Linked DNA regions of Mus musculus: all the other regions are linked to region 1. Evidence: chromatin contacts called from public HiCAR-type, HiChIP or PLAC-seq and promoter capture Hi-C data. All regions are on one chromosome and are shown on one strand. Each heading gives the region's core, a stretch centred on a gene start, on an enhancer-like site or on the middle of the called end of the contact. The rest is flanking DNA. Distances are from core to core; before and after follow the strand shown.

Region 1 (3,906 bases), core at 506-3,005:
TGACCATTATAATTTGTTTTTGAGTCAAATCTGGTCTTTATCTGGAGGTGAAATGCCTGTGCGATGATATTAGTTGAGCAGAATTTTAATTAAAATGATCTGCATGGAATTTTTTTCTTTGGATAATCTGTCTTCTGTTTTTACAGCAGTTTGTTTGTTTGTTTGTTTATTTATTTTTATTATAAGACAGCTCAGTCTTAAAAATCAAGGCTGACCTTGACTTCTCCAATGCTGGGATTACACGCCCAGCCCAATCTCCTATTTCTTGGCAATGTACTAAAAAAGTCTTTTCACCTTTTGTATATAATCTAGTCTTAATTTTTAAGGAAATAATGACAATTTTTGGCTACTTTCCCATATAGCTCGCACTCAGCTTTGGGCAGAGTGAGCCTGGATCTTACACTTCATGTTGACCCTCCACATCCTAAATCTACTCTTGGAAGTGTATTTGGCAAATATTGAAGTGTCTGGCAGTTACAGAGGACTAAGCACAAGACAATTGCAATCCAGAGAGGAGATGATCAGATGAATGGCTGTTTTAAAGACACTCAGCAAATAGGATTATTTCAGAACTCATACATTCATAGGCAAGACATTAATGAAGTAAGTAGTGCTTGAAAAGACCTGGTAAAGGTGAATGTGATGGTTTGTATATGCTCGGCGCAGGGAATGGCACTATTAGAAGGTATGGCCCTGTTGGAGTAGGTGTGTCATTGTAGGTGTGGGCTTTAAGACCCTCATCCTTGCTGCATGGAAGCCAGTTTTCTACTACCATCCTTCAGATGAAGATGTATAACTCTCAGCTCCTCCTGCACCATTCCTGCCTGGATGCTGCCATGCTCCTGTCTTGATAATGGACTGAACCTCCGAACCTGTAAGCTAGCCACAATTAAATGTTCTTTTAAGAGTTGCTTTGGTCATGGTATCTATTCACAGCAGTAAAACCCTAGCGAAAAAAGTGACTAATATAAATAATAATAGTAAAAATAATATAATAAAAATAATATTTGAAATGGTAGGATAGTGGATATTTTCTTTTCTAAACAGCCGAGTGAAAACATCACACACAATTGTCTCCAGTTCATTAAGGTACTACACCTGCAACCATCAAACACGGGAAGACAGGTCATACATACAATTCAATATAAGTGGTGCAAGGAAAAATCACCACTGCTTGTTTATAAAGCTTCCCCAATAGTGAAAGTTATTAACTAAAGCATGCTTTTTAAAGTAATGGAACTTTGTAGAAAGGAACGGGGGTGGGGTGGGGTAACTTTGCAGATGAGTTTTCACAGGCTTTCGATTTTGCGCAAGGGCCGGTAGGGGTGGGTAGGTGGGTGTTCCCAGGTCCTAGAACGGACTGAGTCCTCACACAGTGCTTCTCTGAGGAGAGAGTCTTTCCTAACTCTGCGCCCCTTTGTCATTGGAAACAATTCTGGTCACCTGACCAACCCCTGAAGAGAAGCTTGCATAGACCTTCTCCCAGTGCAGATCACCGACTCTCAATAATCCTAGCTCCTCGGGCTCACTCCTACGGTCTGCAGAGTCACCACAGGCCAAATCCAGCTCCTCTGCCAGATCGCTCACTCGACTCATCACAACTCCCGCTCTGAGGCTCCGCCGCGTGGCTGCGGGCCGCTCCGTACGCCGAGGCGGGAGCGCGAAGCCCCGCCCCCGGAGTGTGGCGGAAGTAGAAGAAGCAGGCCCGCGACCGCGCGCGCTGGCCAGCCGGGTGCGCATGCGCTCTCGCCGCACGGCTTGGCCCGTCCCTCTAGTCACCCCAGGCTCCGCTACCCCCGCCCCGCCCCTCATAGTGGCGCTCTCGCCATCTTACCCCCACCCCCTCCAGCCTAGCTCAGTCACCTTTTCCCTTTCTACAATCTCTGGTTCCCCCCACTCCCCGCCCCCCTGCCCGTCGTGTCCCGGGGCCGCCGCCGCCGCAGACACCGCGCCATCTCTGTCCCCTCTCATTCTCCACGCGGGACGCGCAGCCGTGCCTCCACGTGTCTTAAGCAGAGGTTGTGGGGGCGCGTGGGGGCGGCGGGGAGTGGGGCGAGGTCATGGGAACTTGAGGGACGTCGTGGCAGCCAAATGCCTGGCCCGGGGCTGCGGGCCCAGCCGGATGCAGGCCGCCGAGCGTGGGGTGCCCCGTGGCTCCTCCCCGTTGTCGGTGGGCGTGAGGCAGGGGAGCCCTCGGGGCCGGGCGGAGAGGCACCGTTTAGGCTTGTCACCCAAATGGGTGGGAAGTCCTCCAAGAAGGCAAGCTAGGAAGCTAGGAAGTGGTAGTGGAAGGAAGTGCAGTGTGCATGCAGGCTGAGGGACAGAGGACACAGAGATGTTGCTGTCAGAGCTCGCCTCTGGGACCCCTGGGGAAATAAATCATTTAGCCGGTGGTGTCGGGGGGTATAGATGGGGATCATCGCAGCCTAGCTCAAAACTCAGGTTTATGGGAGAAGATCTGTGTGCTAAAAGCTTGTATCACGCCAGCTGTGATTAATTACGTTTGAGCTCCAAGGAAATTGTCTGTCATCTTGCCTTCTATATTGGAAGTCAGGCTAGTTGATGTGACAAGTGATAAGAGTTATAGGGATAGTGGAATATATTTGACGGTCAGACAGGATCCCAGTAGCAGTGTTGTTACTGAACACCCGGATTAAAATTAGCTTTATGTCCTTGGAATTAGTAGACTCAGGAAGAAACCAGTACATATTTATCTGGGATAAAACCTGAGTTCTCAGTATTTTTGAGTTAGTTCACTGTTAAAAGATTTACTTAAAGAAAGAAACAACTGGTAGAATTTCTGCGTGTTCCAGCGAGGCGGAATATGACTACTAAGATAATGTTTTGCACAACCAGACCTTACTTTAACCATACTATTGCAAGCTTCCCACCCTTTTCCGGCTGCACTGCCCAAGGGGACTTTATGCCAAGCTGGAAATGCTATACTCTATGGGCTACCAATATGGTAACCACCGGGTGCAGGTGGCTCTGATGAGCTTGATTTTTTAATTGGTTAGCAAATTAATTACAATGTAAGTAAGTAGACACACAGGCATGGTGCTTATTGCATGGGATCCCACAGGTCTGAAAAAGTTGAGAGATTGAGAGCCAGTTGCAGTTTTTTATTTGGTTGAGTTTTAAGTCAGGCCAGCTTTTGAACTATTTATGCTTTTAAAAGGACTCGTAATTAGAATCTCTATAATGCCTTTCATTCAAATTGTAGATCTGCTAGTATTTATTTACAGCTTGGCAAACTAAAGCAAAATGCTCTGAACTCTGGTTCTAAAGCTAATGGCAGATTTAGTTGGAAAGACAACAGTGCTAACTAGAGTTTTCTTTAATTATCTATAGCTTCCATTGTCTTTTACCATTTGATTAGTTCTTAGAGAATAGTTTAAACTTTTTATTGTTGTGGTTCCCCCCCCCCCCTATTTAAGAGGTGGCAATTCCACCTTAAGTTTTTGTGTTATAAAGCAGTTTAATAAATTATAATAGTAACCTTTGAGCAATTTTTGAAATCATTTTAGTATTCACAGTCAAACTTCTGAAGAGAAAAGTGAAATTTGGTGATAAATGTGTCATGAGACCACTTTCTTTGAAATATACCCAACTATATTTTATCTGAGGTTTTGTAAATCTTGAAAATAAAACTTTCCCCTCCTTGCCTGTCTCTCCCTCTCCTTCCTTCTCCCCTTTTTTGTGCTGGGGGTTGAACCCAGGCCCTCCCACATACTAAGTGGATGCTCTACTAACTAAGCTATGCAGTCAGGCCTTGAAAATAAAACATATGGGGGAAAAGAAGCCAAAACAAAACTATCATGGTGGATTGTATCCAGAGTTCCCGCCTGATATTTGTAAAATGTTGGCCTTGGCCTCAAGGCTGAAGAAAACCATTGGTTCTGGAAT
Region 2 (3,906 bases), core at 908-3,407, 910 kb after region 1:
AGAGACAACTCAACCCTGCGGCTGCTTGAAAGATTTAATAAAATTAAAAACAAAACAAAACAACACAACACAAACCGCCAAAACTCTATTTCACAGCGCTTAAAACAAGCAAGCGAGCAAACAAACAAACACAAACCACCATAAGAAAGGCCCAGCTGTTGAAGGCAAGCATGCACCTGGAAGAAGGAGGCAGGAAGATTAGGAGTTCAAGGCCAATTGGGCTAAATGACATCCCAATCTCAAACAACATAAAACACAAAAACCGCTGTTATTAATAAGGTATAGACCCCAAGAGGTTGCTTTAGTGGAGGAAGGCTGGCTAAGACCAAAATAAAGCATGAAAGGAATAGAACCCCTCAGTGGAGGAGGAGGGGGAGCTCCCTCAATATTAGGGACTCTGTCACCAAGTCCCAGAATATACCCCCATCCACCTGCAGTAGGTGGGGTGGGACTCCAGAGGAAACTGATAGGTCAGGAAGTTCAGAGATGTGAACCCATTATAATCGATCAACTGTCAGGCAGAGTGCCAGGCTATTTACCTGCATTAAACTATTGGATCCCAAAGATGCGCCTCGGAAGGAGGTGGTAGTAACTAATCACACTTTTAGATAGACACGGAGGTTCAGATAGGTTAAGTAACTTGCCAAGGTCGCACAGCTCAAAGAACAGCGGAGCTGGGATTTGAACCGGGTTTTCTGTTACTCTGCTGTACTTGGAAGGAATTTGTACCGATGCCAAAAAGGGGTTCTTCGCGACTTATCACCCATCTTCTGCCTCAAAACATCCCCACCCACCTACTCGCTCACTCCCTGGCCAAGACTTCAACAGCAGGCCCCAGCATGTGCTACCTGGTACATGCCAGGACGTAGACCCTCTGGTACCCGGGAGGACAAAGGTGCTGGCAGCATACCCACCACCTGAGCCTGGCAGCCACTCCCCTTCCCCTTCTCTCTTATATCTGGAAGGCAGAGGGCTGTGGTCCCCTCTTCAGGAGGCGTTGGGTACAATCTCATTCACCCGACTACTGCAGACCGGGAGGAGGTTCAGGGTCAGGGAGTGGTACTCGGTAGAGAGCAGAGCCCCAAGCCCCTCTGAGCAACCGGCCGCCAGACTTCCGATCAGGGGACCAAGGCGGGTGGCAGCACAAAGCTCCAAGGGCAGCCAGCCCCTCTGACCTCTCTTCCCCACTTCCCGGGCATCCTTGCTTTTTCTGAGCAACACAACGACAAGCTTTGGGACAGTCCGCACCAGGCGGTCAAGACGGCCGGGAGGGACAAAGCGCGCCCCCTCCCCCTCAATAGGGCCTTTGCCTACTCCGGATTCGCGTCTGAATCTTCTCCCCACCGCACCCTCCAACGCAGGCCCGGGCGGCTCATGAATGAACTGCTCTGTGTGGGGCGCAGGAGAGGACATGCTCCCCGGGCCGGCCGCCCTCTCCAGCCCGCAGATCAGTCCCCACCAGGGTTGGGGCAGCTACTCGTCTGGTGCTAACACCTCGAGCCCTGCCCTTTGCCCAAGCATGAACCCCTTGCTTGAGGCCGGCTTCGTCCCCAGCAACAAGAAAAAGAATTAAAAAAAAAAAAAAAGAGAGAGACCGAGGGCATTGGACTTGGCGACCCTAGAATGCAAAACTCGGGGGCGGAGGCGGGTGGTTCCCTTCAGCGGCGCCGGCGGCTGGGGAGCAGCTGGGACCGGAGGAGGGCCGCGCAGGGGCCGCACACCTGGACGGAGCAGGTGGAACTAGAGTGGCACTCGAGGGCCGGGACGCAGGGGTCCCACGCCTTGGAATATTCCTGAGGGGCGGGGGTAGAGGACGGCGCACATCTGGAGCCCCGACAGGGGTGGGAGGACTCACATCTGGCAGGGACGGTGCGGGTTTGGGGACAAAGCGTGCCTCCGTTGGGTCCCGTGGGGCCCGGGCACCTCTGGGTCCCGCAGGAGGTGGAAGGGAGGGGACGCGCAGCTGAGTCCGGGTGCTTTTTTTTTCCTTCCTTGGGGTGGTGGTGAGATCCTATGAGCCAAGTAAGGGGTGCTGGGGAGGGGTCCGCGTACTCACCCCTAGGCGCAGACTCGGCTCCGACTCGGGAGCCCCGGCTCCGGGCGGGGCGGGGCTGGGGAGGGGGAGGGGGAGTCGCCGGGCGGCTAGAGCTCTGGGCTCCTGCGGCGGCCGCGGCAGCGCGTGGGGGAGGGGGAGCAGAAGGAGGGAGGGAGGGCCGGGGAGGGGCTCCCGCAGGACCCGCCCCCACGCCGCACACGTAGAAAGTGCGCGCGCACTCACGGAGAACCCCTGGCGCGCAGGCGCAGCGTGCGGGGCGGGGCCTTGCCAAGCGGGGGTCCGTGGCGGGAGATTCCCAGGCTGTTAACGCGGTACGGTGGGGGCTCAGGGGAACACCTCGCACCCCTCGCGCTGCTTTTCCCGGTTTCTTCTCTGCAATAAGGGAGGCGCTGTCGGGGAGGGGTGAGGACAGGCCTTACTGGAAACCCAGTGTCAAGTGAGAAGGGTGCTCACTCTTCGCGAGGCCTCAGATCTGGACCCTCTCGCTGCCTTTTTGCCAAAGGCTTCGGGGTCCGCGCCTCCCACGCGCCCCCGATGCGCCCACCTGCTTATCCAGTTCGGGATGTAGAGCCTCGGGGAATGGGGGCTGAGATCTTGCCTGGGTTAAGTGGCTAGGCCGGTTGCTTTGACGCGTCTCCCGCAGTTTTATCTGCTTCTCTCTCTTGCTGGGCCTGGAGATGAGTTTGCTAGAAACTTCTGTGGTGTAAAGAGGGAGTCTTTGCTTTTGCTTCTGTCAGGCTGAATGACTCCTTTTGCACCGGGGATTCCCTGTATTCTCAGTTCACCAAAGACCTCTCCTAGTGGGGGGGTGGGGTTAAGACTTGAGAGTTGGAGAGGTGGAACGCCCCTTTTCTGTATGTCACCACACATCTCGAATACAAAGACACGACAGATACCACCTGTTAAATTTCGAGGTCTTAAAGGGGACAGAAGAAATACTGCTTCCCGCTGTACGCAGTAAGTGAGCTTTACACGCTGAGACTTAGATGAGGAACTGTGTAGCGGTCACAAGAGGCGAGACGGGATCACCTTGGATTACTTGGGAAATGGTGGCACCCAGGGAGGGTCTTGCATCACGACTGGACACTACCATCCTGGTCACTGTGTTTGCTGTATGTGGCTATTCAGCTGCTCGTTTTGTAGCTGGGGGTTTGCAGCTCTAAGATTTGGTCTGTTGAAGTGTCTTTCAGACACTCCCATGAGTGGCTTGGAAATCAGTTTAGTAGATCATGGCCATCGTGTGTGTGTGTGTGTGTGTGTGTGTGTGTGTGTGTGTGTTGCGCCTACAGTAGGTATTCTGTCTTGGGACACAAGGGCATGGGGGTGTATTAGGTGTCTTCTACTGTTTCTGTGTGTTGTAGAAAAGTTTGGGAAAGTATTGATCTCTTGTATACCTCTCGCTTTCCTTAGCTTGAGTTTTTAGTCAGTTAAATCCTCTGAAGATGCAGTTGATAGTACTAGTAATGAGCACATTGGAATTGGCCATCAGTGGGGTTTGCCCGTAATCCTAGATGTAGGTAGCCGTTAAGGATGTCAAGGCCATCCTTAGCTGCTTTGGGTGTGTAAGGCCAGCTTGAGATTGCCTGACACCAAGTCTCAACAAATCAAACCAAACATACAAATTCCCCAACTTTGAGGATTTTGGTGGTGGTAAGGGAAAGAAGATGGAGCTGCGTCTGCCGCTGTAGACTGCCTGGGGCTGTCACTGAGAAGCTGTATTGAGGAAACAGGTTTTGATGGGGCTGGTGGTAATGGTGGCACACCTGTGGTGGCACAAAGCCCTCCAAAACCAAGATTAAGGACTTTTGCATCATCCAGGATTCTGGACATCTAACTGCGGCATATATCCT
Region 3 (3,906 bases), core at 946-3,445, 800 kb after region 1:
CATACTGCTCATCATCATTGTGCTTCGTGATCACAACCACTTTCTCTGCAACTAGATAGGCCGAGTAGAATCCGACACCAAACTGCCCGATCATGGAGATGTCTGCACCAGCCTGCAAAGGGTTTGAAGTAAAGAGGATCAGCAACATGGTTCTTGGCCAAGTATAACCATCTGCTGCGCAAGGTAACAATCAGTTCAATGTCCAGAGATCTAGGGGTCAAAGCTGTCCTGACCAACCACTTGTACTTTTTTTCTAATAAGTGTCCTAATATGTAATACCCTAGACAGACAAATTTTAACTTAAGCAGTAACAAATTAGAGGACGGTGTGGATGAAAGGCCACACACCTGGAGAGCCTCCATGAACGCCTTCGTGCCAGACTTAGCAATGGTTCCCAGGTTATTAATGAGGTCAGCCTTGGTCATGCCAATGCCTGTGTCCACCAAAGTCAGCGTGCGCTCCTGAGGGTTGGGGATGATGTCAATTTTCAGCTCTTTCCCACTGTCCAACTTAGAAGGGTCCGTCAGGCTCTCATATCGAATCTTGTCCAGGGCCTGTAGTAAACGCAAAAAGCCAGATTATTTTATTTTTCCAAACAGTCCCTCCCCCTTCAACATCAACTGAACTGTTCTTCTCAATCACTCCCACACACACACACACTTCCGTGAAGCCTTAGAAATTCAACAACAGAATACTCACATCTGAAGCATTAGAGATCAACTCGCGGAGGAAAATCTCCTTGTTTGAATAGAAAGTGTTGATGATGAGGGACATGAGCTGGGCAATTTCTGCCTGAAAGGCAAAGGTCTCCACCTCCTCCTCTCCATGGTGCACTTCCTCAGGCATCTAAGAATGAAAGAATTACTACTAAGGACCATTATAGACACACATTTTAATATCCAGCTCAAACTTCTTTAGTCTGGGAAAGTATCCAACCCAAAGAGACAAGAGCAGCCATTTTCTTTAAAAAAGGACATTTAAGCTACAATGGCCAAGACAAAAATGACAGAAAAAAACCTAAAAGATGGGTTTTCCAGAACAGATGCCCAAAAGTCAAACTCTTGAACATTGGCATGTTCAGTGCATAGCTCACTGACTCTGAACAGAACACCTGGCAATATGGTAAAAATCCAGACTAAGTTAACAATACATAAAAAAGAACCTCAAGCAACCCCTGGTACTCACACCCCTTAACTACAATCTCCTCATTGGGGTGAGGAACAACTTTAACAGAAAAAGCAGTCTTTTTTAATTTTTATTTTATTCCACCCAGCAGGGCAAGAGAACCTTGAAGCTGTAGTCTGGGAGGCGCTCACGGGGCAATTAAATCAGGACAAAGAAATCAAGAGCTCCACCGTGACCACTCACTGTGCAGACTTGCATAGGCCGGAACCCAAGTAAAATGGTGGCCCAGCCGTCCAACGACCCTCGTCACTGCCGGACATGCGTCGGCAGGAGCCACACGGGGAGGGGGCGCCATTGAAACCCTCCCACCGCCCCAGCATCCGGGCACTGGGGCGGGGCGCCCAGGCTTCCAGAACAATCTGAGCTCCGGGGAGGGGAGGAGAAAGGGAGGGACCTAGGAATCTTCTCGTGCCTGCTCTGTCTCTCCTCCCCCGCCCTCCACTGGGAGGGCAGAAAGATCTGGAAAGGGAAAGCGCGGTGGGTTCCGGCGTCCCTGCTGTGCACCCCTCCCCAAAATCAAGCACGTTGGTACCGGCGGCGTCCGGGGGAGGCAGCCAGGCCAACCTCCCCAGGCCTTGCTGAGTCACGCAGAGCAGCCCGCCACCGCGCGGACCCTGCAGCCGCGCCCGGAAGTGGAGGGCAAACATGGCAGCGTCCCGGGTCGGCGACTACCACGTGCGGCCGCCCACCACCTGGCCGGGCCGCACCCCCACCCCACGCTCCGGGGAATCCACCCGCCCCGGGGAGCCTCGCGTGCAAGCCCGCCGGGGTACAGCCCGAACCTCTAACCTCTAGACACGTTATCTCCACAGGCTGCCCCGCCGGGGAAGGAGGCTTTGGGACAGATGAGATGGAGGCTGGGACCCCGGGAAGAAGCCCCCGGAGAGCCGCCGGGGACGAGAGACCCCGGCCTTACCTTGACGGGAAAGCCGAGTAGTAGTACAGAGCAGGGTGGTGGGCCCGGACCAAGTCCGACTCGCACGGCAAGCCTAGGCTGCGCGGGGGTGACTCAAGAGAGCTCCCGAACGCCCCCGACCGCCCTATATAAGGCGAAGCACAGCCCGGGCCCCGCCCTTGGATCCCTCCGCCTTAAAGGAGTGGCTGCGGGCCACGCACCTGCCGCCGCCCGCCCACCTTGACGTCATGGTAGCAGATCGTGGAGGGGGCGGGGAGGAGCGGGACCCCGGGCCTGGTTCCTGAGTCAAGGCCAATTCAATATCGTTTTGCACATCCCCCATTTCTGCAGGAGTAGGACATGTCCCCCCTCAAGATGAGCAGGGAGCATGCATATGCAATTAGGGATGTATCTGCGGGCGAATACCCTACGGACTGCCTCAGAAAACTCAAGGTAGGCGCTTCCACCCCCCCACCCCCCAAGAGTCCAGAACTCAGGGGACTGAAAGAGAATGGAGGTGGCCAACTCGGCTGCCATTTCCAGACCCGATCTTACTAGAATGTTCCCTACAAATCGCACATCAAGAGAAAAGGATGATAAATTCCTTGTCCAACTTTAAGGAGGCCCCCGATTCCCCCATCCCCACCCTCCCGGGTACAGCACAGCTTCAGGCTGGGAGCCGCTTTCCCCGAGGGGAGGGGCACGGGCCTGGGCTGGTAGGGACTCTTTGGCGGCCTGCGGCGGAAGGATCAGCAGCGGTGGTGCTGCGATTTCTTCCAGCAGTTTCTAGGCCTGTCTCGGCGGTCTCCACCCCTCCCCCCTAGGCTCCACCTCCCCTGCTGCGGCGGGGGCAGTGTCTTCGTCGCCGCTTGGCTGGGTGGCTTTTTTTTTTTTTTTTTTTCCCCTACCTTGATCTTACCCTGGGAAGAAATTTTCCCCAAGTCTGCCTACCGTGGGCCAGGGTTGAACGACCCTCCACGCGTGGCCCTAAGAGGCCCACATAACAGTGGGGGAGTGGAGCGCAGAGGGAGGGATAGCTGACCTGGATCGGTCACAGGGCACGGGGGCTGTGGGGGTGAGTGACTGCGGACACCTTCTAGTGAACAGAGAACCGAGCTAGCAGCTTGCGCTACTGGGTAGAACACTCCCCACCCCTCAGCCTCCCCGGTCTCCCACGTACACAGCGCGCGGGTACGTGCGCCCTCCCTATGTGAGCACAAGCTGTTTCTCAAGCTGGTTTCGCTTCTCTAGCCTCTTCCCTACTGCATGCAGCTCTTTGGACCTAGAGAGGAGCAGGTCCCAGTCTTTTCAGAGAAGCTGGAGTTCTAGGCATCCGCATGAAGGTGCTGGTCACAGGTTGGCCCAGTTCCAGGAGCCAGAAAACCAAGTTGTGCCAGTGCCTCTGTTCTAAAGGTGGCCTGCCATGTCCTTCAGCTGGCAATCTAGCCTTGCCTTTTTCCAAGGCTGCATCTGGAAGCTTGTTGGACTGATGAGCCCTCCAGTAGAGGATGGGCACTCAGTGCTCTGCTATCTTAGCTCATGCTGGCTTGTGTCCCCACACCACCGCCCACACCTTTGTTCCCGGTGCTTGCCTGCAGTCTGTCTAATGTGCATTCATTGTTAAACAGTAGTTGCTTTCTCCTTGCCTCTGTCTACTTCGTCTGTTATCATCCCATCCTGCACTGTCTGTTAGCCTCTCCTTAATTCTGTGTGTGTGTGTGTGTGTGTGTGTGTGTGTGTGTGTGTGTGTGTGTGAAGCCCATAAAGAAATCAATATATGAGGAGACACTGGGTAGGATTGCTCAGAAGGCCCTAGGGTGTTGCAT
Region 4 (3,906 bases), core at 512-3,011, 770 kb after region 1:
GATGGGGGTATGAACCATAGGTAAGGAAGACATTGAAAGCTCTCAGGCATTTGTCACAAATGTTTGATCCTCTCCCAGGGCCATTCTGTTAAAAGCACTTGGTACCTTCTGAGTTGTTTACATGTCTAGTTCTCCACCAGATGGAGCGCTCCTGAGGGCAGGGCTCATGTCTCATTCTCTTTGCCTAAGTGACACCCAGCAGGCACATAATCAATAAAGATTGAGTTTGATTGCTCAAATAACCTGTCTTCCACTCTTTTTGCATTGTTGCACACATGTGTGTATACACGCACACACAAAGACACACACACACACAAAGACACACACACACACAACCTTCTGATGCAGTTCTGACTGGCCCCTTTAATTCTTCATGCCTGGCCTTGGGACCAGTCAGAAAGAGAGAGATAAGGCAGTAGAAACCAAGTGTTTTAACCAAGTTAACAGCAGAGGCCCTAGATTTCTGGGCATAGTTAAGAAGAACAGGAAACAACACAGAGCAGGTACCTGCAAGGCAGTAAGAGGACAGCCTTTCAGGAGCTGTGCCTTTGGAAGCCGAGTGTATAGGTGCACCTGTGTGCCCGCCTGGTCATGTGCTTGTCCCAATGTGAGTACAACCGAAAGGGGCTACCCACACGTCCATCCCCACTCTCCTCCTGCCTCCGTGCAATATGCACGGTGTGCACCAGTGTGGATGCAAGGCTGGAACTTAGAGTTTCTACTTCCCTTAGTTTCTTTGTCTCCTGGTTTCAAAAGACTAAAAGTAGGACCCTAGCAAGGTACCGCACAGTACTGACTCAGAAATTCTTAAGCTTAGTGCCCCCTAGGGGGAGCATCAGGCATTAAGAGAGAGAGGTGAGCAGCAGCCCCCTTACACACACACACACACACACACACACACACACACACTCTCAGTGACACCAGGGGGTATGGCCTTTGTACCCGTCTGATCTTCCTATGATCCCAGCTAGGGTGACAACATCACTTCCCCCAAGGCACTCTTCTTGCCTCCGAGCACTCCCAGTCCTCCCTCCCGGCCTTCAAGGTGGGATGCCGCCCACCATCCTCACCTGGGGGATGGCCTAGCCCTTCTCTGCTAAGCCGGGGGTCTGCGAGGCTCCGCCCAGGGCCCCTCCCCCTGCCCCGGACCCCCGTGAGCCCCGCCCCCGACACGGCCCCTTCCTAGCCACAGCGGACTGCGCGGGCAGCCAGGTCGGGGCAATGCTGCTGGACTGCGGCTGCAGCGGCCGGCTCGGGGTGCGGGGCGCCGGCCGCTCTGCGGCGGAACCGGCGGGGACCGCGCGAGGTGCGGGGGATGGGGGCCAGGTCGCGGTTGTACGGGGGAACCGGGGACCGCCGGCTCTCACCTCCTCTCGGGCGGGGCCCTCGTCCGCCGATGCCATGGGCTCCTCTGGGACCCCGGAGCCGCCACCGCCGCCGCCGCCGCCGGCGCTCTCTCCCGCGGCCGAGCCAGGGGGGGACATGGCGTAGAGGGGGCGCGTTGAGCTCAGGACCTCCCGGGGGGCTGCCAGGGGCCGGGGGCATCCTGCGCTGGTCCTGAGGAGGGGGCGCGAGGGGCGGGGCCCTCTCTGCTCCCCACCCCCCGCCGGGGGGAGGGGGCCTAGAAAGGGCACGGGGGAGGCTGGAGATGGGGGGATGGGTGGGAGGGCGGACTGAAGGGGCCGGGCTGGGGGGGCCGGGGCCGGGGGCGGGTGTCACCTTGAGGCCCTCGCGGCGCCGCTCCGCCTCCCGCCCGCTCCCGCCGCCGCCTTTTGTCTGAGCCGAGCTGGAGCCAGCGCGCCCCCCCTCTTCCTCCCAGTGCATCAGAGCCCCGCCCCCAGCCCCCCAAACTCCGCCTCCCCCAAGCCTTCCTAATAACCACCACCACCACACCGCTAAAGGGGAGAAGCAACAGGGGCTCCCCGCACCCTTTCTGTCTCTCGGCCCTGTTCACCGCATCTTCCTTCCGCCTGCCCCTTCTGGGAAGATCTCAGCCTCAACTCCTCTCCAGCTGTCCTCTTAGAAGGGCCCTGGCGAGCGGGAGGATCAAGCAGCGTCGGTCTCCCATCTCTGGTCCCACAAGTCCTTGAAGCTGAAGGCTGGGGAGAAGAGAATGAGTCTGGACATTTTAGGGAAGACCCTTATTCCTAATTTGTATGGTAAAGGGTTAAGGCAGAAGCCGGACTCTAGAGGCGCTGAAGCTAAATCCAAGAAAGGACTACTGGAGGGCAGAGAGAGGAGCCGCAGGGAGGCTCTCCCTCCTTCCCAAGAGCAGCCCCAGAAAAGCGATCAAGTGCATCCAGTTCTCTAGAACGGGGGGGGGGGGGGGGGGTGTAAAGGACACCTGAGTCCTAACTCTTAATTCTGGCCCTGCCATAAGTTGTGTGGCCTTAGACAAACACTTTCTCTCTCTAAGCCCTTGTTCTGTTCCTCCCGGGTACAATGAAAAAGTCCACTAGTCTGCCGAGGTAGGGAGGTCAAGTCACAGACCACAGCAAGCTGAGTGACTGCCAGTAGCCAGGCCCTGTATGCTGCCCACCCACTGCTGCTTTTCCCTGCGTTGACTAAGACACACAAGAGACTGGCAGTGTTCTGCCTGCGTGCATTCCTGGTGTATCCATAAGTAAACAAGTACTCGGCACCTACTGTATGTCATGTATAGAAATAAAATGCAATTTCCTACCTTCAAAAGGCACAGCCTAGTTGAGGAGAAGACATGCAAACCAGTCATTATAATAGATTGTGATAAAGACCGGGCAATGGTTGTTCTGGGTGTGAATAGTCACTGTGCCAACCCACTGTGTTACTGGGGTCTTTGTCAGACAGTAACTGTTCTTCCTTACCCGGAGGAGACCAAGGCATGAGGAGGACAAGTGAGTGCTTACGGAACCACCTGCCAGCACCCACAGGATGACTCCTAGACTTCAGAGCTTTCTCTTTGTGAAGGGAAGTGACACACATCTGAGACAAGAGGATCAATACTTAAGGCCAGCCTGGACTAGATACCAAAACACTGTCCAAAAAAAAAAAAAAAAAAAAGGGTGTTAGGTAGTAGGTTGGGGTGATAGCTCAGTGACAGAACACTTGTCTAGCATTTGGGAAGAACTAGCTTCAATTCCCAATTCCAGAAGTTCCTTTGGAGCAGGGGATGACCTTGAGGCAGTGTTGATATCATATCTGATCTCTGGGGTTAGGAAATAAGCATACTGAGGTGCCAGGTTTCCCCTTGCCTCTTCGGATCAGGAAAGCCACTCCTTGTATCCCCCCACCTCTGCCTGCTCCCCCCACCCCAGTGCTTCTGCTTCCACGCCCCATTTCCTATTCCTCCCTCCTCAGAGAGAACAGATGGTCTTCTATTCACCTACTGCTTTGAAGTGTCAGCCTGAATGACCCTCTTTAGATCAAAAAGTCCGTTCTCTCCCTGAACAGGACGTGCGGAGTCTCCAGAAGGGAAAACTTCTCCTTCCCACCCATGACACAAGAGAAATCTTGATACCTCATTCTAGTGGCTCCAGCCCACTGCTTCGCAGCCAACTCTAGCCCCTCACTCTGGTTTCAGCCTGTCTCACCACATTCTGTCTTCCCTGTACAGACAGAAGGCCCAACACAGGACTCTATGCTGTCTCCTAACCTACATGAACGACTCATACTTTCCATTTGGCTATTGCCTTCCCCCTGATGCCCATTACTGTCTGTCTCTCAGGGGACTCGACCTCAAACAGAGGACAGCTGTAAAAGGGACAATTCCTGGGGCTGGAGAGATGGCTCAGCTCTTAAGAGCACTGACTGCTCTTTCAAAGGTCCCGAGTTCAATTCCCAGCAACCACATGGTGGCTCACAACCATCTAATGCCCCTTCTGGTGTTCTGGTGTGTCTGAAAACAGCTACACTGTCCTCATATACAGA
Region 5 (3,906 bases), core at 845-3,344, 750 kb after region 1:
CTCTGAGAAACAGGGCCTGGTCCACTGACAAGTGATGAGGACCAGATGTAACAGCTTTCCCCTTATAGAACCTGCTTCCAGGGGAAGCCACAGAATTGTGGGGGGAGGGGTGTCATCAAGAATGAGAAATGGAAAGAATGGGAACAAGAAGACACCATTGGTATCACTATCTCTGGGAAGGGTGTCTAAGGTACAGGTGTGAGCCTTGAGGAAACCTAAGGGAAGTGTTTGAGCTGAAGGAATGCCCGGGTGAGGCCACGGGCAGTCAGACCAGTGATGGACTTTTCTTGCTGAGATAGGCTCTGTTTGGTTGGCCTGGAACCCCCTGTGTAGGCCAGGCTGATCTCGTAACAGAGATACACACCTGTCTCTGCCTTCCAAGTGCTGGGATTGAAAACATACACCACCAGGCCTCATCAACAACAGGCTTTTAAAAGTTAGCACAGGGGGCTGGTGAGATGGCTCAGTGGTTAAGAGTGCTGACTGCTCTTCCAAAGTCCTGAGTTCAAATCCCAGCAACCACATGGTGGCTCACAACCATCCATAATGAAATCTGATGCCCTCTTCTGGAGTGTCTGAAGACAGCTACAGTGTACTTACATATAATAAATAAATAAATATTTTTTTTTAAATTTAGCACGTGCCCCAAGGTGGAGCTGAAGCAGAAAACAACTGAAGCCGGGCCTGAGCAGATTGCTCAATAAAGTATTTGCTCTTTGAGCATGGGGACCCAAGTTCAAGTGGCAGAAGCCACAAAAGCCAGCCTTGGTGGCGCACCTTCATAATCTCCCAGCTGTGCAGTCAGGGAAGAGTGCACAGAGACGGGGCGGGGGGGGGGGGGGGATGGGGATGGATTCCCCCAGTTCCACGAGCCATCTAACTAAGCCTGGTCTTTGAGCTCCAGGGCAGCAAAAGACCTTTTCTCAAGGAGGACAGCACCTGAGGTCACCCGCCACATGCATGTACATACCTGTGCACCTATCTATACACACAGAAGCATGCGCAAATAGAGCAGCTGAGACCGAAGCCCAGCATTTGAAGCACAGTGGAGCCAAGGAATGTAGGGAAGACCCTCCTCTATCAGAACAAAGCTGCCAGGCAGAGCTCTACCTAGACACAGGAGTGAGGGGTGGGTACAGCAGTGGGAGTGCACATTTTCATAGCAAGGATTCCCTGACACTGTATTAACTCCGAAGCGTGGGGCTACACGGTGCCAGAGTGCACACTGACTACCATGTAAGCATCTGGAGTGAGGATGTAGCTCCGGTGGCCCAGTACCAAGCATGGACTGAGCCCTGGGTTCAATTCCCCAGCACTGCAGAAACACGATTCCACTCTCTGTAATCCGGGCTCTGGAGAAGCAAGGCATGTGCAGCAGAATCAAGATCATCCACCGACTATACACACGATGGTTTGTAAGCCTCATGTGAGAGCGTGAAGGGACATGGGGACAGAAGCATGGCTCCTCACTGCATGGCTTGACCGCTGGACCTTGGTGGTAGGTTGGTCTACTAGGTTTTACCGCGGGCCCAGCTCTTTCGTGGCCACCAAGCTGAGGCTTCAACAGAGGCAATCTGACCAGAGAAGCTAGCTTAAAGCTAAACTTTGCTTTCCTAGGACAGACGGACACACACACACACACACACACACACACGCACACTCACAGTCTGCTGTCCCTCTGCTTTAGAGAATGAGTTCTTCTATTCCATATAGCCTGATCCCCGGAGTCGTCTCTCCTGCCTTGAGAGCTTCCGCCAGGCTGAGCGAAGGAGCGCTCTGGAGGCCCAGGCCCTTCCTGCCTCTGATACTTGGTTCACATTAGAGATAACCGAAGGGGCTCCCCAGCAGAGTTGGGGTCCACAGCTCGACCACAGGGGAATTCCAGAGGCTTAAGTAACTGTAGAAAGTCCCTCGCTTCCCCTGTCTCCTTTGTTTTTCTTGGGCCTTCTTCTCCTCCCCCCCTCCGCCCCCCAACTCCTTATCAGAAGTACATCCTCTAGAGCCACGCGAAAACCTTAATGCATCCCGAAACACGCAGCCAGAAAGCACGAGCGGAGGCCGAGAGCATAGGGTCGTTTTCTGAGCACGCGCACTAGGGGCAACCGAGGAGGAGGGCGCCAACGCCCAGGGCGGAGGGCTCAGGGTCCGCCCCCTGGCGACTCAGGCGTCCCTAACAACCAACTGCGCCAAGCCAACCGCCTCAGAGAGCAGTCTCCTGGGTCCCCAGAGCAGGTGAGGTGACCTCCGGGAAAGGGACCCCCAACTCTGATCTCCCCAATCAGACCATGCTGGTTAAGCTCAAAGCCCTGCCAGCTCCTGCAACCCACGCGGGTCTATGGCCCCGCAGCCGTCATCTTAGCTTCGTATGTCCTGTAATGGGAGAACCCATTCTGCAGTTACATGAAGCCCCCAGCTCATCACGCCTGTCTTCTAGAGGTGGGATCCAGGCTCTGCATTCCACACAGCGACTATCTGTAAACTGGTCTAGAGGTCTAGAATTCAAGTAAAGAAATGGGGAGACCTGGGAAGAGGAGAGTCCCCAATCCTCAGCTGAGGACAATGCTACAGGCCCTGTGGGTTCTGCACGTCCCCCATGGACCTGGTCTCTCTGAGTTACCAAGGGGAGGAGAAGAGAGGAGGCTGGAGTCGTGGGTAGAGCTACTGCAAGTGTCCCTTTCCATAGAGCTGACTACAGATGCCTGAGCTAGGATGGGGAGGACCCAGAAGCTATGAACAAGCTATCTCCCTGAGCCAGAGACCAAACCTGGGCTCTCAGAAAAACAGTGGTTGGTTTGTTTGTTTGTTTGTTTGTTTGTTTTAAATTCTCTCTTCCTTCAGCCCATAAACTGGGACTTCACAACAGGACTTTGGGCAATAGAGGGCAGGGAAGATGTAAACAAAAGCCCAGGGCTCTGAATACAGGAACCTGAGACCCAAGGAGGGCTCTTTGTGGGGAGCATGGGGTACGCGTGGGTGGGAAGCTGGCAGAGAGGTGGATGGAGACCCTAACCTGCCCCTGCAGCAGACCACCACAGCTACACTTGCAGAGAAACATGGGGCGTGACAGGCCCATTTGAGTAGTGGCAGGAACCTCCCTGACGTGGCCAGATTTTACTGGGGACTTGAAGAAGGATGAAAAGGGAAGGAATATGAGGGAGAGATCCAAGCTTGACCCAGTCTGTGAGCAACATGCGCTCCCAGCGTGAGCAGGGCAGAAGAGCAAACCTGCAACATTCTCTTGGGCCCTTGTGGAGACCTCAAGCCAAAGTCGGCCACAATCCAGCCTTAGGGAAGCGTCTCGGCAGCGAAGTAGGTGAAGGCTGGGGCTCCACAGTGGTGACCAGAGAACCCACGGGGGGAGGGAGTTCCAGAAACCTTTCTGGAACTGAGATGAGGTGAGAAAGGGGTACCTCAGAGAAGCAAGAGGGCCCATGGGGCAGATAAGCAGTCCGTCTGGCTTGCTGGCTTGGTGACAGCGAATCTCTTCAGTTTTCTAAGCCTCAGTTTCCTCTTTTGTAAGGTGTGGGCAATGGTGTTATGGTGACAAATGTCAATAATGGACATGAGGGCTTAGTGAGCTTCGTATAGGGGAGGCTGCTAACGAGTGCCAGCTCCAGGCCAAGCCTGTGTGAAATGTCACACAGTTTAGCTCCTAAATCACCTACAGTGGATGATAGGTGATGAAGGTAATATTAATGACTGTCTCCATTTGACAGGTGATGCCCCTGAAAGCTGTTGAGGTGTGAGAGGCAAGGGGTGGGGGGTGTCTGGAGACAGTCCAAGGCCTGAGCGCTCAGCCAGCAGCTGTAGGGCCGGCCCCCTGTGGGCATCTGCCATTGCACGTCTAGAATGCAATAAATCATAGCTACACAGAGCCAAGGTTATGATCCCAGACCACCTGTCCAC
Region 6 (3,906 bases), core at 454-2,953, 730 kb after region 1:
TTCTTCTTCTTCTTCCTGACAGGGTCTCTGAGTAGGCCTGGCTGTCTTGCACTCTGTAGTTCAGGCTGCCTTCAAATTCACAGAGAGCCACCTGCCTCTCCTTCCCAAGTGCTGGGCGTAAGTGTGAAAGCCACTATGTGCTGCTTTTGAGTTAGTCTAAAGTACAGATTCGCTACTATAACACAAGGGCAGAGGATCTCCTTCTCCTCTAGCTGGGAAAACGGGCTCATCGCAGTTAGTTAAAGAATTTCAGTGTTTTCTCAAGGTCACCAATCTCAAAAATCCCCATCTGGCTTCAGGTTTCTGTTCCAAACACCCTGGAGGAAACCAAAAGAGGCAGAACAACACCTTTAACCTACATGGAAAAGAGAAGGCAGAGGATCACGGGATAGATATACAGGCTTGTCAGAATTCACTATTGCTATAGAAACTCAAGTCCAAAATAGACTATGTATTCCCCGAAAAGAAGCTGTGCTTCAAAAGTTCAAAAGACCCAAATAACACACAAAGACTGGTGGCCAAAAGAGCCCCCTGGGTGGCCAAGGCTGTCCTTCTGACCACAAAGACCTCAGTTCTGTAACCTCTAGTGCAGTGGCTCTCAACCTTCCTAATGCTTCAACCCTTTAAAACAGTTCCTCATGTTGTGATGGCCCCTAACCATAGAATTATTTCATTGCTACTTCATAACTGTAATTTTGCTATTGTTACAAATCGTAATGTAAATGAATGATATGCAACCCTATGTGGTTGCAACCCACAGGGTGAGAACCACTGCTCTGTTGGGTCTTAAACTTGGCAAATCCCTTTCTCTTCCTAGATCTGCTAACTTTCCCAGACTAAAGGTCAAGCAAGGTCATCATGAGAAGTCCTTGAGCTGTCTAGCTGCACCCACAAGGTCTGTTACCATAGAAAGGAAGTCAAGGGGACTGGGCCTGCCAGGACAGGTATCTCTTTTCTCTCAGCAAAATTCAAAGCCTCAGGGCCCTGGGAGGCTCATGGAAAGCCATCGCCACAGCTCTCAGCCAACAGCTTTGTCCTGACCTGTCGACCTGGATTCTCTCATCCCCAAGCAAATTAAAAGACCAAATGTCATTAAGCAATTAATAATGGAGCAGATGCAGTCTGGCTTCTGTGTCTCCACCAGACTCCTGCTCCAAAGAACCTGCTTCAGTCCCTAAGGACAAAGTGGCTCTGCAAACCGAGGGCAGAAGAGGACCTGGCAAGGTCTTAGAGCAGTGCCTGGCACTTACGCAGGGTTCTTGACCACCTCTTGAATACTCACGATCCCTTGGCACTCTTCAGCCTGGATCAGCACAAACCACACGGTCCACGCACCGAATTGCACCCACACCTGTTCCTTTGCAACTCCACAAAATCAATAGCACAACAACCATTACTGCCAGAATACAGATTTTGGAAGCAGAGGCATTGTGTTAATATTGCTACTAACGTTCAAAATACAGCCTAGCATGTAATGATCTTTTTATAATTATCTGTTCAATCCTGGATGAATTAAGGGCCTACTCTATGCAAAGTTACGGTATGCTGAGCCGCTCGCCAGGGGAAGAAGTCCCCTTCTTGGGGAAACACTTTCACTAGAAGCTGAGACTTGCCCCCCCCCCAAGTCTTCCACCCGCCAGGGGCCGCTGTAGGAAACACTAGGCGTCCTTTCGAACGTCACTCTTTGACCCCGCGAAGCCGTTGCCCGGAGCTAAGATGGCGGTGGCGTTGGCTGCCGCAGCCGGTAAGCTGCGGCGAGCCATTGGGAGGTCGTGCCCATGGCAGCCTTTCTCAACCGAGCCCGGTCCACCCCACGGAGCGGCCGTGCGGGACGCCTTCCTGAGCTTCTTCCGAGATCGCCACGGCCACCGGCTCGTGCCCTCCGCTACCGTGAGGCCGCGCGGCGACCCCAGCCTGCTTTTCGTCAATGCAGGCATGAACCAGGTAGGGGCGGGGCCACACCGATCGGGGGCGGAGCTCGGGAGTCAGCCTGAGAAAAGCGCTTCAGGATTGGACCAAAAAAGTGAGGGGCGGAACTCTGAGTGGAAGAGAGGCTGGGTAAAATGGGGTGGGGGCCTGGTTAGGTCTTGGGGAATTAGCTTGGAAACTTGTGGGGAGAAATTAAGTTTATTATCTCTGGATAGCAGCTGTGAAGTCCTGAGGGGCAGGCTCTGAGTGGAAGACTATTTAAATAAATAAAATTCATCCATTGAGTAGACATTTATTGCACTCCTGCTAGGTGCTTGGTAATATTCTTGAAGCTTTGATTCTGTCCAACCACTTCCCTTATCTGTAAATTTTACTACTTTTTACTAGGCAGAGTCTCTTGTTTAAGTTCATTTACCTCTTCTCTACCCTTCCTGACTTTTATGTGCTTCTAGTTCAAGCCCATCTTCCTGGGCACAGTGGATCCACGAAGTGAGATGGCAGGCTTCCGACGTGTAGTTAATAGCCAGAAGTGTGTCAGGGCTGGAGGACGCCATAACGACCTGGAGGATGTGGGGCGTGATCTCTCTCATCATACGTTTTTCGAGATGCTTGGCAACTGGGCTTTCGGGGGTGAATATTTTAAGGTGAGTTTCCAGGGAGCTCTAGAGTTAAAGTCTTTGAACCCTGAGTGCTGGATGTTGTGACCAAGAGCTAAACACAGTGTGTTATAGGGGAGACAGAAAGATGACTGGGTTGGTAAAGTGCTTGTGGATTCCCCAGAACTCGAATTTAAAGTGCGGGCTAACGGTGTGTGCCTATGATGCTGGAATGGCCAGATGGGAGATGGAAACAGATCCCTGAAGAAGTTCACAGACAAGCTAGTCTGGCCAACATCAAAGTCCCAAGCTAATGAGAGACCCTGTTTTAAACAAAAATTAGCTCCTAAGTACAGTCACCCATAGTTGTCCTTTGACTTTCACAAGCACATGTCCACATGTTACAGGTGTGTACACCACACATACACGGGCACGGGCACACACATACACACACGACATCCAATAGGAAAGAATATGCCTCACTTCGCTGATTGAAGGAAGGGGTTGTCTCCTGCTTAATGGCTATTTAAAAGTTAGCTGAGCAGATAGCCAGGCAGCTGTATTGAGATTGTCATTGGACATGAAGTCCCCAGGTCAGGGTGTGTGGGTTGAGAGGCTTAAGGAGAAGATAGAATTCATCTGGGTCTGGAAAGAAGGTAGGCTTGTAAGAATGGGGACAGGAAAAACTCAAGGCAGAAATGGACATGGCTTGATCTGAAACTAGGGTGGGTAGTGGGAATGGTTTTTGTCTTGGCCTCATGATCTTGGGTGGCCCCAATGTCACATCTCTCCACCCCCCGTGGTGGTTTTGCCTACAGGAGGAAGCTTGTAGCATGGCCTGGGAACTTCTGACTCAAGTCTACGGGATCCCTGAGGACAGGTTGTGGGTCTCCTACTTCAGTGGTGACTCCCAGACAGGACTGGACCCAGACCTGGAGACCAGAGACATCTGGCTAAGCTTGGGGTAAGTCAGGCCCCTTCTTCTGTCCCTCACTGGCAATGGGAAGAGTGGAAAGCAGACAGTCAGTACAAACCCTCATGAGTTCGGTATGTGCCAGCGTCCTGTATGTCACTCAGCCCTAGGACCCTTCTTCCTGAGCTGGACTTGGGTGAGAGGTTGTCATAGCAGGAGGCAGGGAGGGAGAGGTTGCCAGCTTCTGAACATGCCAGTCTCCCACCACTTATATGGCTCTCTCCCCCAGAGTGCCTGCCAGCCGTGTGCTCTCCTTCGGACCACAAGAGAACTTCTGGGAGATGGGAGACACTGGGCCTTGTGGGCCTTGTACTGAGATCCACTATGACCTGGCTGGGGGCGTGGGAAGCCCCCAGCTGGTAGAGCTTTGGAATCTGGTCTTCATGCAACACTACAGGTAATGGTGGC
Region 7 (3,906 bases), core at 943-3,442, 700 kb before region 1:
ACATTTCTTAACTGAGGCTACCTCTTCCAAAATGACTATAGCAAGTTGACATAAAACCAGCCAGCCCAGCTGCCCAATAGCCATGGGTGCCAGGAACCAACTCAACAGCAGGCTCTTCCTACTGCTAAGTCATCTCTCCTGCCCGCTGCCTTTAAAATTAGTTATTCTTACCATAAATTCTAGGTCAAAAAAAAAAAAAAAAAAAGACTTCTCTGATACAGCTAGTTGGTTTTGTTTTTGCTATTTTATAAACTGCATTATTCCAGTGCTAGCACAATGTCCTTACAGTCCTGGGGAAGAGAATGGTCTAGTCCCCAAATGTATGTCAGATTTCTCTGAGGACTTTAAAAGGTAGAGGGACCTCCCTACCCCAAGCCTGTGAAACGAAAGTGAATCCTGTTGCTCTGTGTTCAGACATGCATCCCTACTTCTGACATTATCCTGCTATTTCCATTGAAATAAAGGAACCTTTCTAACCCATGCTGACATAACTTGCTCAGTAGCTATTGTGACTGGACAGAAATTCAAACAACTGGCAGAGTACAGATGTGGAAGCAGGAAGTTTGTCGACAAAAACTCAACAATCATTCCTTATTTGAGCCAGACCCTGCCCACTGGGAAAGTGAGTTATATTCAAGCCTACCAGTTGACCACTAGACATTATTGTATGGAGATCCAGAAGTAGGTCCTGAGCTCGCTGAGCCCGCGGAGAGTTGTCTTCTGTGTTCTGAGCTGTGCTTAGCAACTACACTGTACAATTTAGTAAGCGTGGCGGGTGGGAAACAATCCCAACTTCCATAAAAAGTTTGCAGAGCATGGCAGCCTGTCACGTGAGCAGAGCCTCCAATTCTCAATGACCCACATAGAAACAGGCCCATTCTCACCCCTGATTTTTTTTTCTTCCAGGTTTTCTTTCTTTGGAGTGAACAAGGAATTGGCTTCTTAGGCTGGGAGATAAGGACTTACTAGACTGAACCACCTCCTTCCAACTTTGAGCAGTTTCAAAGGTCAGGACTTGGGGCTTCGGAACAAGTTGTGCAGCTTCATGGTTTTGGGTCTGGCTACACGCAGAAACAACCTCCCTTTCCGCCTCCTTCCCACGTGTTGAAAATGATAAAAATCCCCATGGCAGAGTGCCCAAATGCCCTTCAGGGCAGTGCCGCCCAATTTAGCAAGTGCCCATGGCTAGAGTTGAGACTGTCCCCTCATTAGAAATACACCAAAGGCTAAGACCAAAGGGCTCAATTCCTTTACAGAACGTGGCTACAAACATCACAGCCCCAGCACACAGAACAGAAGACATTTGTTACAGACAGGCACCAAGGCCACAGCTGTGGATGCTTGTAGCCTTACCAGCTGATTAAATGTTGAAACTTCAGTTGTGACAATCAAGCAGATAATACTGCCTATTGCAGACAGATTTGGTTAGCTGAAGCTTTCAGGTGCTACTGCTTGGAGGATAGGAGTGGGGAGTGCCTGCGTGGCCAACTTATAATAAGATGCAAACACTTGGAAGTCACACATTGGGCTTCAGAACAGACTAGATTCCCAAAGCCTTCCATAGAGGAAATACTTGACACCAGCTATTCATGAACAAAAGATTCATGAGGGCTAAGGATATTCTTCAGTTGAGAGAGTGCTCAGCTGGCATCCAGGAAAACCTGGGTTTAATTCCCAGCACCTCATAAAACCTGGCATGGTGATACATGCCTGTAATCCCCAGAATTTAGGAAGTTGGAGCAGGAAGGTACTAGGACTGAGGTAATGCTGGGCTACAAACTGAGTTCCACACTATGGTGAGCTAAATGAGACCCTGTTTCGAATTATTAACACCATCTCATGGCAAGCTTGGATATTCTGATGTCCCTCCTTCAATTAAAGCTTACTGAGTGACGTCATCAGTTTATGATAAAGGAAGAAGAAAACTCAGAAGAGATGGTAGAATAAAATTAGCTTATAATGAACATGAGTTTCAGATCTCCAACCACTGGGATAGCACACTAAAGTCCCTCAATATCACGGACACAACAGGCCTACCAGGGCAGTTCTGAGTGACAAGAGCCCCCAGCCACCCATCCCTATCCCCAAACCTGGCCACCAAGTCCCCCTCCTTCAAACCCACGCAGCGCCCGCCCCCCTGCTTCCGCTAATTGACAGGCAGCACAGCTACTCCTAGGAGCGGATTTTTCACCCTGGTAACAGTGACAAGCTGGCGGGAGCCAATGGCGTTCCAGCAGCGGGGCGGGCTGCAGCGACGAGTCAGGTGCTCTGCGCTGAGGCTGCGTGCAGGTGAGCGAACAGGATCCTACAGTGCCCCTTGTTTCTGCCTCCTCTTGGTCCCAAACGTTCCAGGACAGATCTGTCTCAGCGCGGGTGAGTCCCCGGAGAAGGGTGGCCTGCCTCCAGAGGCCCACACTGGGGCTGTCACCGGCCAGCGGGGCGGGGAGGCCTAGCAACCCCGTAGAGAAGAGGCGACGCACCCACCCACCCTGGCAAACACCCTGACATAAGCCCACTCCTCTGCTCTTTGATTGGTGCGCCTGTTTGCTTAGGTTGGGGCGGGGTGGGGGTGGGGGAGGCTGGAGAGAGGAAGGACTGGAAAGGCCAGGGCGATTTCAATCGAGATCTAGAGAGTTTCAGGGCTCCGTGCTGTTTCTGCGTGGAGAAATGAGAGATTTGTCCTTTTTTCCTCATCCCCACCCCCACCTGCGTTGTGGCACCCATGTAATTATGTTGCTTCTTATTATCGAACATCCCCGAGCTTTAGACAGAGCCTCATACTTCGCTTCAGTTTGCCCCAAGAAAACAGTTGTCTTCTATTTACCTCAATTAACTAAAATAGATGGGAAAAAAATCATATGTTCCGTGCAACTGATTCTTTCTTGGCATTAAATTGTATTTGGTTGATAATAATTTCCTTCGTGTTAGTGAGATGGGAGAGAAAATTGGGGGAAAGAAAAGAAAAGAGGGAAGAAACAGGGATCAGTCATTTGCAGTTTCCTGCATACATTTAATTCCCCGTCATGGCCATTATTAATGTTGCTCCCAGAATGAGTGGCATTCAAGATACAATAGTAAATTTAAGTTTGGAATCAGTCATTGTCTTGAGACCAATGTCCAAAACAGTTTCTAGTCTGGATGAAACCACAGTTTAAAAAAGCAAATCTAACCTTAAGCTCATATGCATCCTTTGCATACAGCTTATGGTTCTGAAAACAAAGCCAGCCTGCCTCATAGGTTACATCTGCCCATTCCTAGACCATAGCAAGGCAAGTCAGAGCCACATGCACACATTCCACACATGTACACATATCACACACATCACACATGCACACATATCACACACATCACACATGCACACACATCACACATGCACACACAATCACACATGCACACATCCCACACATACACATATCACACATACACACACACATCACACATGCACACATACCATACATACACATACCACACATACCACACATGCACACACATCACACATACCATACATACACATATACCACACATACACACATACCACACATGCACACACATCACACATGCACATATACCACACATGCACACATACCACACATTTATACATACCACACATGCACACACATCACAATGCACACATACCACCTATGCGCACATCGCGCACACACACAGACACACACCATATCTACAAATTTTCAAGCATTCTAAATCATCCTGAATTTGTCTCTGAAAAGTCACATATACAAATCATCTTTTTAAATATTATTGTGGGGTCCATTTGAGTAATTCCTTTGTTTCTTTGAGGAATATCTTTTGATAGAATATAGGAAACTATAAGATTGTTTGTTTGTTTGTTTGTTTGTTTGTAAAGTGGCACTAAAGCGTTTTGGCCCTGGTGTCCTGTGTCAAATG

The links. Promoter capture Hi-C pulls out the DNA fragments that hold promoters and counts their contacts. HiCAR-type assays count read pairs that join an accessible place to other places. HiChIP or PLAC-seq counts read pairs in DNA pulled down with a chosen protein or histone mark.
Region 2: a contact with region 1 is called in a FOXA1 HiChIP or PLAC-seq map of pancreatic cancer cells. The contact joins the promoter of Tmem63b here to the promoter of Supt3 in region 1. A contact is called at or near these places in 1 of 39 promoter capture datasets (pre-B cells) and 1 of 115 datasets of contacts at active chromatin or transcription factors (pancreatic cancer cells).
Region 3: a promoter capture Hi-C map of pre-B cells shows a contact between it and region 1, with 2.1 times the contacts expected there. The contact joins the promoter of Hsp90ab1 here to the promoter of Supt3 in region 1. A contact is called at or near these places in 3 of 39 promoter capture datasets (hippocampal neurons, liver and pre-B cells) and 2 of 115 datasets of contacts at active chromatin or transcription factors (bone marrow-derived macrophages and pancreatic cancer cells).
Region 4: a contact with region 1 is called in a HiCAR-type map of astrocytes, with 2.7 times the contacts expected there. The contact joins the promoter of Tmem151b here to the promoter of Supt3 in region 1. A contact is called at or near these places in 2 of 39 promoter capture datasets (embryonic stem cells and hippocampal neurons) and 2 of 115 datasets of contacts at active chromatin or transcription factors (astrocytes and pancreatic cancer cells).
Region 5: a contact with region 1 is called in a HiCAR-type map of astrocytes, with 4 times the contacts expected there. The contact joins the promoter of Tcte1 here to the promoter of Supt3 in region 1. A contact is called at or near these places in 2 of 39 promoter capture datasets (cranial neural crest and pre-B cells) and 2 of 115 datasets of contacts at active chromatin or transcription factors (astrocytes and pancreatic cancer cells).
Region 6: a contact with region 1 is called in a promoter capture Hi-C map of pre-B cells, with 2.8 times the contacts expected there. The contact joins the promoter of Aars2 here to the promoter of Supt3 in region 1. A contact is called at or near these places in 3 of 39 promoter capture datasets (the 3T3-L1 cell line, hippocampal neurons and pre-B cells), 1 of 484 Hi-C or Micro-C datasets (pre-B cells) and 1 of 115 datasets of contacts at active chromatin or transcription factors (large pre-B cells).
Region 7: a promoter capture Hi-C map of liver shows a contact between it and region 1, with 1.9 times the contacts expected there. The contact joins the promoter of Enpp5 here to the promoter of Supt3 in region 1. A contact is called at or near these places in 10 of 39 promoter capture datasets (the 3T3-L1 cell line, 3T3-L1-derived adipocytes, the HPC-7 cell line and 5 more) and 3 of 115 datasets of contacts at active chromatin or transcription factors (astrocytes, embryonic stem cells and large pre-B cells).

The regions. Positions count from the first base shown.
Region 1 is chr17:44,775,411-44,779,316 of GRCm38.p6, forward strand. It overlaps Supt3 (SPT3, SAGA and STAGA complex component), which reads left to right and starts at 1,756. Exons shown (of 12, transcript NM_178652.3): 1 at 1,756-2,018. It also overlaps a transcript of Runx2 not described here.
Region 2 is chr17:45,684,061-45,687,966 of GRCm38.p6, forward strand. It overlaps Tmem63b (transmembrane protein 63b), which reads right to left and starts at 2,158. Exons shown (of 24, transcript NM_198167.3): 1 at 2,057-2,158. It overlaps Mrpl14 (mitochondrial ribosomal protein L14), which reads left to right and starts at 2,289. Exons shown (of 3, transcript NM_026732.3): 1 at 2,289-2,367.
Region 3 is chr17:45,571,066-45,574,971 of GRCm38.p6, forward strand. It overlaps Hsp90ab1 (heat shock protein 90 alpha (cytosolic), class B member 1), which reads right to left and starts at 2,196. Exons shown (of 11, transcript NM_008302.3): 1 at 2,102-2,196; 2 at 700-846; 3 at 348-554; 4 at 1-112. The coding sequence starts at 846. Gm35399 (a long non-coding RNA gene) reads left to right here and starts at 2,250. Exons shown (of 2, transcript XR_385595.1): 1 at 2,250-2,331; 2 at 2,432-3,725.
Region 4 is chr17:45,547,916-45,551,821 of GRCm38.p6, forward strand. It overlaps Tmem151b (transmembrane protein 151B), which reads right to left and starts at 1,762. Exons shown (of 3, transcript NM_001013749.2): 1 at 1,368-1,762. The coding sequence starts at 1,484.
Region 5 is chr17:45,521,340-45,525,245 of GRCm38.p6, forward strand. Tcte1 (t-complex-associated testis expressed 1) reads left to right here and starts at 2,095. Exons shown (of 5, transcript NM_013688.2): 1 at 2,095-2,232.
Region 6 is chr17:45,505,138-45,509,043 of GRCm38.p6, forward strand. Aars2 (alanyl-tRNA synthetase 2, mitochondrial) reads left to right here and starts at 1,704. Exons shown (of 22, transcript NM_198608.2): 1 at 1,704-1,944; 2 at 2,382-2,573; 3 at 3,344-3,489; 4 at 3,728-3,895. The coding sequence starts at 1,717.
Region 7 is chr17:44,076,610-44,080,515 of GRCm38.p6, forward strand. Enpp5 (ectonucleotide pyrophosphatase/phosphodiesterase 5) reads left to right here and starts at 2,193. Exons shown (of 4, transcript NM_032003.3): 1 at 2,193-2,373.